2 separate regions of the Mus musculus genome follow, and region 1 is linked to region 2. A link is a contact called in public promoter capture Hi-C data. All regions are on one chromosome and are shown on one strand. Each heading gives the region's core, a stretch centred on a gene start, on an enhancer-like site or on the middle of the called end of the contact. The rest is flanking DNA. Distances are from core to core; before and after follow the strand shown. Region 1 holds the start of C7 (complement component 7). Region 2 holds the start of Ccdc152 (coiled-coil domain containing 152).

What was found. Promoter capture Hi-C pulls out the DNA fragments that hold promoters and counts their contacts.
Region 1: a promoter capture Hi-C map of hippocampal neurons shows a contact between it and region 2, with 10 times the contacts expected there. The contact joins the promoter of C7 here to the promoter of Ccdc152 in region 2. A contact is called at or near these places in 9 of 39 promoter capture datasets (the 3T3-L1 cell line, the C10 cell line, the HPC-7 cell line and 5 more).

What each region holds. Positions count from the first base shown.
Region 1 is chr15:5,062,427-5,067,199 of GRCm38.p6, reverse strand. It overlaps C7 (complement component 7), which reads left to right and starts at 3,427. Exons shown (of 18, transcript NM_001243837.1): 1 at 3,427-3,543. The coding sequence starts at 3,538.
Region 2 is chr15:3,301,957-3,306,744 of GRCm38.p6, reverse strand. It overlaps Ccdc152 (coiled-coil domain containing 152), which reads left to right and starts at 3,219. Exons shown (of 9, transcript NM_001166063.3): 1 at 3,219-3,249. All of the region lies in intron 3 of Gm41254 (a long non-coding RNA gene), which reads right to left.

The sequences.
Region 1 (4,773 bases), core at 2,178-4,677, 1.8 Mb before region 2:
AAACTCAATAAGAAGGAAGGCCAAAGTGTGGATACTTTGATTCTTCTTCGAAGGGGCAACAAAATACCCATGGAAGGAGTTTCAGAGACAAAGTATGGAACAGAGACTGAGGGAATGACCATCCATAGACTGCCCCACCTGGGGATCTATCCCATATACAATCACCAAACCCAGACACCATTGTGGATGCCAACAAGAGCTTGCTGATAGGAACCTGATATAGTTGTCTCCTGTGAGGCTCTGCCAGTGCCTGACTAATACAGAAGTGGATGTTCACAGTCATCCATTGGACCGAGCATAGGGTCCCCAATGAAGGAGCTAGAGAAAGAACCCAAGGAGCTGAAGGGGGTTGTAGCCCCAGAGCAGGAACAACAATATGAACTAACCAGTACCCCCAGAGCTCCCTGGGACTAAACCACCAACCAAAGAAAACACATGGTAGGGCTTATGGCTCTAGCTGCACATGTAGCAGAGGATGGCCTAGTCGGCCATCAATGGGAGGAGAGGCCTTTGGTCTTGCGAAGATTCTATGCCCCAGTATAGGGGATGCCAGGGCCGGGAAGAGGGAGTGGGTGGGTTGGGGAAAAGGGGCAGGGAATAGGGAGGTTTCGGAGGGGAAACTAGGAAAGGGGATAACATTTGAAATGTAAATAAAGAAAATATCTAATAAAAATAAATTAAAAATCATTGTTAATTAAAAAAATATCAATTGCCAGAAGATTTCACGATTCCAGCTGTGTTTTTTTTTTTCACACCGATGGTTCCACTTACATAAGTGGGGTGACCTTGGTCTTCCTGAAGGCACCCCTACTTGCAGGAATATGCTGGGTGCTTTCCCTGAGCACCAATGTGGCTCTTCAGGGTTACTTCTTCCTCCTTGAATCACCATTTTCTTCCTCATTAGCTTGCTGTCAATTCCTTCATTTCTCGGAGTCAGACTTGAAATCCTGCTTAATTGTTATGAATGAAAGAAAACTAAATTCAAGACTTCAAAGCCCTAGCCAAAAAGTTTATTCAAGGTCCATGACTCACGCGGCTTGCTAGTTAGGAGGGCTTTTTGGGCTTAGAACAAAGAACAAAGGCTGTAAAGTCATCCCAGGAACCAACTAGCCATAAAGATAGGGAAGACATACAAGAATGTCTGGACTGGCCCGGCGCCTCCCTATCTCCCGTCCTTCTGACCTAAGTTAAATGTTAACCAGATGCTCTGCTGTTACCTTGATCTGCATGCATGTACAGTCTGCTGATGTTTAAATGGACCAATCATGTGAAACCACGCCAATTCCTCAAATCCCTAGCTTTCAAGTCTCGTGGTCAAATCCACTGTCTCCTGCGTGAGATATGTTTCGACCCAGAGCTCCGCCATTAAACTGCCTCGTGTATTTACATCAAGACGGTCCTTTTCGTGATTTTTGGGTGCACGCCGAATCGGGAACAGAGTGGGGGTTTCCCCACTAGGTTCTTTCAGCTATGTTATGAGAATCTTTTTAGACTTTCTGTCTGTCTTTTAAAGGCTTTTTTTTTTAAACTGAAAAATCCCACGTTATGCTTCCAGTTCCTCTCCTGTACGTACACATGACCCCCATTTGACTCATCCTGATTCACAGTTTCCATTCTTCCTTAAGTGCTTTCCAGACACTGGTTCCCAACTGACCCTTTGGAAAGGTCCACAAAGCTTATGCCAGCAGCCAAACTGCCAGCAGTACAGACCGAATCTATATTGAAAGCTCTTATCCTAATGGTTTCCCCATTGGCAATTCAAACAGATAAACACCCATGTGACATTGTAGCATTAAAGGTCAATCAAGGGAAAGTTATTTCCTTCTGGTCCAGAGAATGGACTCTATGGCCCCGGGTGGAGACAGTCCAGTTGGGCTGATTAGTCACCTGGCTTAGATTCACCTAACACCAGGCTTTTAAGCTGGGAGGAATATTTATCCCTTCAATGAGATAATGAGCTTTTCCTTCTGAGAATTCTACCTTCTGTGTATCTGCTAAAGTCATGGTTCTGTTAGGTGTGTCTGCCCTTCTGAGTCCTAACTCAGAAAGGTAACATTTCCCTTTTCTTCTCTTCTGTCTCAGCTGCTGCTAGAGATTAAGATACGTCCTGCTCCCTCTGGGACCATAACAAAGGAAGCATTTAGTTCTACATCACGCCCTGAGACTATGGTGACACAGTCTGCTTCTTTATGAGTCTGCTTCTTTAAAAAGTTGAATCAGAGCTGGAGGAGTGGCTCAGCAGTTAAGAACACTTGCTGCTCCTGCAGAGGATCCAGGTTCAGTTCCCAGAATCCACGTGGTGACTTAAAACTATGTATAACTCTGGTTCCAGGGGACCTAAGGCCCTCCTTTGGCCTCTGAGGACCCCAGGCACACAGAGGGATGGTAGCCATCCATCCATGCCTGCAAACACTCATGTACATGAAATAAAATAACTTAGAACAAAGAAAACTGAAAACTGGCCATAATGATGTCTCAGTGGGCAAAGGTGCTTGTGACCAAGCCTGAAAACTGGAGTTTGATTCTCAGAACTCACATGGTGGAAGCGGGGAACAGATTCCTTTGACTTCACATGCAGGCTGTAGCCCCCAAACACTTTTTGCGATTAATCTGTGAAAGTCAAAGAAAAAAAAATGTTATTCTCCATTTGTTTCCAGGAAAAAAAAAATCCATTCTCAAACATAGAATTTACTTTTCACAGATGGAGCTACATCCAGATCTACTACAGCTTAAACCTATCCTCCAAAATTTAGTACCCATCGTACATTAGTGGTTATTTTGAGGAAGGGCTTCTAAGCAATAGATGAAGTCATGAGAATGGGGCTCCTATTTTTAGCACTAGTGGTTTTTAAATGACCAAAGAGAGACTTTTGCTACCACACTTATGATGTCTCTCCAAGTGATACCTTGTGTCAGGATGCTTAAAGACAAACTCTCATAGATATTATGTGGATACTGGTTCCATGCTCTTGTATTTCCTCGTTTTCAGAATTATGAGACAAATACAATTTTATATTTTAAAGATCTGAGTCTCAAGTACTTTGTTATTAAAACAGAAAATGGATCAAGAACTCTCCTTTCACAAAGCAATCTCAAAATCTGCTTTATAATATCTGTTAAGAGAATCATGAGAACATGCACTCAGTTTAGTAGATTAAAGTAGTAAAAAGGTTTTGCCCTTATGTTACAGTCTCCTTTGGTTGGAAATCACTTAAATGATGAACTGAAGACATTTACTGTCTTTCCTAATTAACAGATATACTTCCCAGAAACATATCTGTGATTTCCAAATGGTCCCAGCTGGTTGCAGCAAAGGTCTGTGTAACTGATAAAATGCATCTGGCATCAAGGCACAGGTCAAGTACAGAGGCAGGCTCTCTGTGTCCCTGGAGAGTCTGGTGAAGACTCAGCACAGCTGGCTTTATAAGTGAGCAGAAAAAGAATTCAGAGCAGGACAGACTGTGGGGGAGACAAGAGCCTGCCTGTCTTTACAGATGAAATTTTCTTGTTCTCTTCTGTACTGAGTGTTTCCCAAGCATGCAGGTAAGATAATAATGTATGGCTTATATAGTTGAAGGCACCTCAAAGGGGAAGGTCACACTTATCTGAAAGAAATCAAAGAAGAGCAAGATGTGGAAAACGTGGAGGTAAAAGGTCTATGAGTGACTTGAAAAATAATCCTTATATAAGTAAAATTTTAATAGTTCAGCCAAAGTGAATGGGTCTTTCTTGCTTTGCAGTTATAGTCTGAGAGAGTTGGGACAAGGGAACTGAAGATAGTGTTTATGGAAATCCCAAGAAAGCAATACAGGAACACAATGGCACCCTTGTTACTTCTACGGCATAAGTTGTATCCAGTTTGATCATTTATTAATTCTCATTTTGGGCCATGCAGCAAGGTCCTGCTTAGATTATAGAAGAGCTTTATAGAAAGTGGAATCTGTAGCTTTGGAAAGTTAGAATTTAAAATCTTGAGTAAAAGGGTCAGGGCTGTGAGGGCAGAAATGTAAGAACAGGAGTGCAGCTATGGGCTTATCAACATAGATGTTAAACCATCACAAAATAATTGAATTATATATTTTTAAAAGTTACTATGCAATGAACAACCAAAGGCAGAAATCATTGTTACAGGATGAAATTTTAAGATGGAAAACCAAGCTGGAATTGCTATTATTATTTGTGTGTTCATAGGTATGTGTGCATGCCAGATGGTATCCTCCTCCATTGCTGGCCTTCTTTTCTTTTTTTTCCTTTTTTTTTTCCCTTTTCTTTTTGAGATCAGGTTTCTTACTGAAGCTTGCACTCGCCTGCATGACTAGTCTTGCTATACCCTCCTGTCTCTGCATCTCCAGTACTGGGATCATAGGTATATACTGCTGCGCTTGGCTTTTTATGTGGATGCTTGTGTGTATGTGCAGGGTTTGGAGGCAGTTTCTACAAGCACCACAGCCATTAGAGTATCAAACCATGGGAGGCAAGAAGGAAATTTGGTTTAATATAACTCAGTTAACTGCTGTTGGTTTGAAAAACTTTGAAAGTCTGACACCGGGTAGTTTATTTTAGGCATATTTAAGCACAGCACAATATGGAAAAAGTATCCTGATGCTAACCCAGTCCCACGTACTCAAGACATGATTACATATATTTTGGTCAAGTCCAAGTGGCATCTTCCATAAAGATAGGCTCTATGTATTTACTAAGGAAGCAGGCTCAAGTTGGCTCAAGGTAAACTAACTTGGGATAAGTCTCTTGGGGCAGGATAGTGCTGTAGAT
Region 2 (4,788 bases), core at 1,970-4,469:
CTGTGGGTATTAAGAGATGTCAGCAGCATTATAAAGACATGAAATACCTTATCAGGAAGATGTATTCAATATGTCTTTCCCAATGGAGCAATATACAAATATCTGAAGAAGAAAGATACATATTGTTCTCTTTTATAAGGTAGCATATAGCCAACCTTACAGACAGTTCTGATTTTATGAAGTATGCTCATCTATATTATTTCACCCAGACAAATAAATCAGTTGTAATCAGGTCAGATATAAATTTTAATCTTTATAGAAGAGAAAACCAATGTTCAGGAAAAGTAAATGATTAACTTTGTTAATCAACTAACTGACTAAGTCATGGTAAAAGATCCAGGCCCTATAGTTGGCTGAATTTTCAGGAACAAGTCAAACTAAATATGATTTAACGGAAGAAAATCTTCTCAAATGGTTCACAGTGTTAAGGACATTAAAAAACAATTGCTTGAAATTTAAAGACATGTGCACATACCCATAAACAGATGCATATACACATAATTTAAAACTCTTAAAATTCTTTTAGAAGAGAGAAAGGGATGGAGAGATGGGTCAACAACAAAATACTAGAGAAAATACTCAAAGCAAAATTATATGCAGAGGAGAAATAAAGACACACTTGCCATGGGAAAGAATATATTTCATGAGATTCTATTAGTAAAGGAGATGTATAAAGAAATACAATACATTCAACACAGTAAACCAAAAACAAAAACAAAAAAACTCCTCATACTAGCTTGGGAAAGAAAAATAATAATAATATAACCAATCATAAAAAGAACAAACAAATACAGAGATCATTTAATATCTATTAAAATCTTAAGTGTACGTGGCTTCAACTTATCAGTAAAGAGACACACACTGGGTGACTGGATTAAAAAATATTACTAGGTCCAATTGTTTGTTTTTACTAAAAAATACAACTCATAAAGACACCCACAGGCTGAACCTCAAATGATTGAGGTCTGATTTGACCTACCAAAATTAAATCAAGGTTATAAAGGTTATAAAGAATAAAAGCAGATCCAAAATAATCTATGATGTTGAACTGGTATGTCTCTCAACAACAACAAAAAAAGCATGTTGCACTAAAAGGAGTCACTTCCAGGTTCCACAAACTTGTAAAGATGAGGTAACACCAATCAATATTCCTCAAACAATATCAAAAAAACAAAAACAAAAACAAACAAACAAAAAAAAAACGGAAAGGGGAACAAAAATCACAAACTAATCCTATGAAACCAGCACTAACCTGATGTCAAAACTGAATGCAGGGTATGGACAGATGGCTTGGTGGTTAAGAGCACTTGCTGATCAATCAAGAGGACCAGAGTATGGGTACCAGCATCTATAGCAACAGCCCACAAATACCTGTACTTCAATCAATAGAAGGCTCCCTTGACCCACAACTAGAAGGGAAGTTTCACAGGTTTGACAGTTGGGTTTTTGTTATTCTGCCTCTTGAGGGGAACATTATAGTCCAAGTCATGTAAGTTCATTTAAATGACATATATACATATGAATGTAAGAGTTGGTGCCTTGAAAAGTCAAAGAAGATCAAGAAAACCTTAGCCCCATTAATGAAAGAGAGACAGAGAGAGAGACAGAGAGAGACAGAGAGAGACAGAGAGACAGAGAGAGACAGAGAGAGACATACACACACACACACACACACAGAGAGAGAGAGAGAGAGAGAGAGAGAGAGAGAGAGAGAGAGAATCCAAAATTACCAGTATTAGACATGAATTGGGGAACATTACAATAGACACCAAAGAAATTCAGAATATTATAAAGGGATACTTTAAAGATGTGTACTCCATTCAGTTAAAAAATCTAAAAGGAATTGGACACATCTAGATTGGCATGAATCATCAAATTTAAACCAAGAAATGATCAACAACTTCAACCAGCCCATCAAAGACACACACAAAAAAGGAATATATTCTTAAGTTATAAAGAAAGAAAGAAGAAGGAAGGAAGGAAGGAAGGAAGGAAGGGAGAGAGAGAGAGAGAGAGAGAGAGAGAGAGAGAGAGAGAGAGAGAAAGGAAGAGGCAGAGTATTACCAACTCCTTTTATGAAGCAGCATTTCTCTAATGCTCAAACCACGTAAAAACACAACGAATGAAAGAAAATTACAGACCAGTATTCCTGATGAGCATGTAAAGAATCTCATCTTTTTTTTTCTTTCTTTCTTTTTTTTCCCCCCAGAAGCAATGGTAATTCAATCTCCGGGTGCAACAACTAAAACCTAATCTTTCAAGTCTTATTAAAATCTGATTCCTCCGGTGGTGAATCCTTTCAGATCAGCCATGATACCGGGAAATTCTTACCCCTCTACTGTCCAGTTCCTTCATCTATTTGTTTTTCAAATCCCTATCTATGCGTTGGTACCAATGCTAAAGAAAACTTGAACACGCAGTGGGGACTCAAATTCTCCACTTGGATCCAGTTCTAATACTTTGCTATACCTTAAACTTTCAAATAATGAAATATGAATAATCCTATTACTGTTTACATTCCTGTGCCTGAAAAAATTAATTCTATAGAAAAATCAAATTAATGAAATTTAAGTTTTTATTTCTCATTCAAATACCTTTTCAGCAGATACATTTCAGCTACTACAGGACAACATTGGAAATTATGATAATTTTTGAACACTTGAAGCAAGAGACCCTATCATGTTTTAAGTGATAAATTCATTTAATTGGTAGAACAACCTTAATGAGTAGAAATTTTTATTAATGATACTATATGGATAAAAAGCTGGGACACACAAAAAAAATTAGGTTGCCCAAGACAAAGACATTGGTAGAACTTACATTATAGTCCATGCCCTGAATCACTAAATCAGTAAGAGAATAGACATGAAACTATCAAATAATTGAATCTGGTACTTTAAAGGGCTTATAAACCACTGGGATGAATATGGGTTCTTATTTATTTAATTGTGCTGATGTATAAACCAAGCAAAGCTGGTTCATTCTTAAGTTGCCAAAACAGTGATTAGTCTGGCAGTGGCTGAGTGTTGTTCTGTGGTCTAAGAAATCCATGAAAGCACCTAGGAGGATGTAAATTGGTGGGGCTCTAAGGTATTCTCTAGGAGAGGGTGCTGACCGGCCAAGGAGAACGGCGGACCCAGAGGTGGGGGACCCTGCTTCCCACCCGGAAGAGGACTAAAATCTGAAACGGACCAGCTACCCGCACCCGAAGGACTTTGCTGGAGACTGGATGTCGCGCCTTGGCAGCAGGTACGTTCCAAGCTCTTCCCTGGAGATTCGAATCCCAGTTTTCCATCGATTCTTTTCCTGACACCTCCTTGAAGTGTCCTGGATTCCTGCAGTTTTATCCTACCCACTCCTCTCACACCGGAGCCCCTTGCCCACACCCCTGCGCGTCTGTTGGGCCTCAGAGGACAGCGGAACGCCATGGTGGGCCTTAGCCCCAGGGTCTGAGAGTAAAGCCTCGGAGAGCTCAGAAGAAAGAACAGGGAACAAGCTGAGCCCCACTCCTGGCACCTATGAGTGCCAGGGCCCAACTGAGTGGGGCTGGAGAGAAGTCAAGCCCTGGGATGCCCACGTCAACAGCCACCGAGCTGAAGAAGGAAATGAAACTATCTCTTGCCAGTGGACATGGTGGAGACTGAGCCTTGAACGCCATATAAGTAGAGAACTCAGTAAGCACTGAATCACTAACTTGTTGCCGAGTTTCTCTAGGCAAAACCAAATTCATTGAAAGAATTTGAACCTAGGAAATTGGGAGAAGAGGGCAATTAAGACATGCAGAAATGACCGGGTGGTGGTGATGCATGTCTTCGATCCCAGCATTCAGGAGGCAGAGACAGGACGATCTCCATGAATACCAGACTACCCCCCCATCACCCCCCCCACACACACACACACACACAGACACACACGAATACACAGAGAGAGGGGGGGCGCACTTGGAAAGCAAATGTACTTCCACTGAGCAACATCCTTAGCTTTAGTTACAAGGTGTATATATATATATATATATATATATATATATATATATATATATATATATATATATGTATATATATATATATATATATTCTATGAAGAAAAACAGCTGGAGAAGATTCAGACTCAAATTAAAATGCATTTGATTCAGGAATCTGGGTCTAAGACAGAATTCGTTTTTTAAAATTATTTAAAACGTTAGGAACTAAAAAGGAGAAAAGGAGATTTTTAAATACTTCAGATTATCCTCTAGTTTAAGTAACAATATCAATTAGTGTTTTTTTTTTTTTAACTTTGTTCAACAAAGAATGAAACTGTTTTGTTATGGGGGTTGTCTATTATGATTATTTTTCTACCAGAAGGAACAAGTTTTTACTGAGGTTTTTGAAATATAATTTTACTGATATGCAATACAGAATTGCAAGTGTTTCACTAAACTGGAAGTACATAACCAAAATTCAGATTTCAAAACGATTAAAAGCTGCTACAGTCAAGTAACATAAAAAGAAGAAAGTGGAATTTCTTGACAGAGTAATGTCAGGCAGTGTCCAGTTTGACAAGAATATGACCACAAAAAAAGTATTTTGAATACCATTTATTTTGGACTAGTTAACATCCAATACATGGCCTTGTGGTCTTTTTTCCCAAATCTAGAATAGCTGAGTTTCAAAACTGTATTTCACCACCTTTTTTTTTTTATGTGAGAAAAATGTAATGCCAAGTATTTCACACTTTGATATTGTATTAATCTTGGTTCTAGTAAGACACCTTCACACGCCCACATGTAAATGCTGGTTACATTCGGTT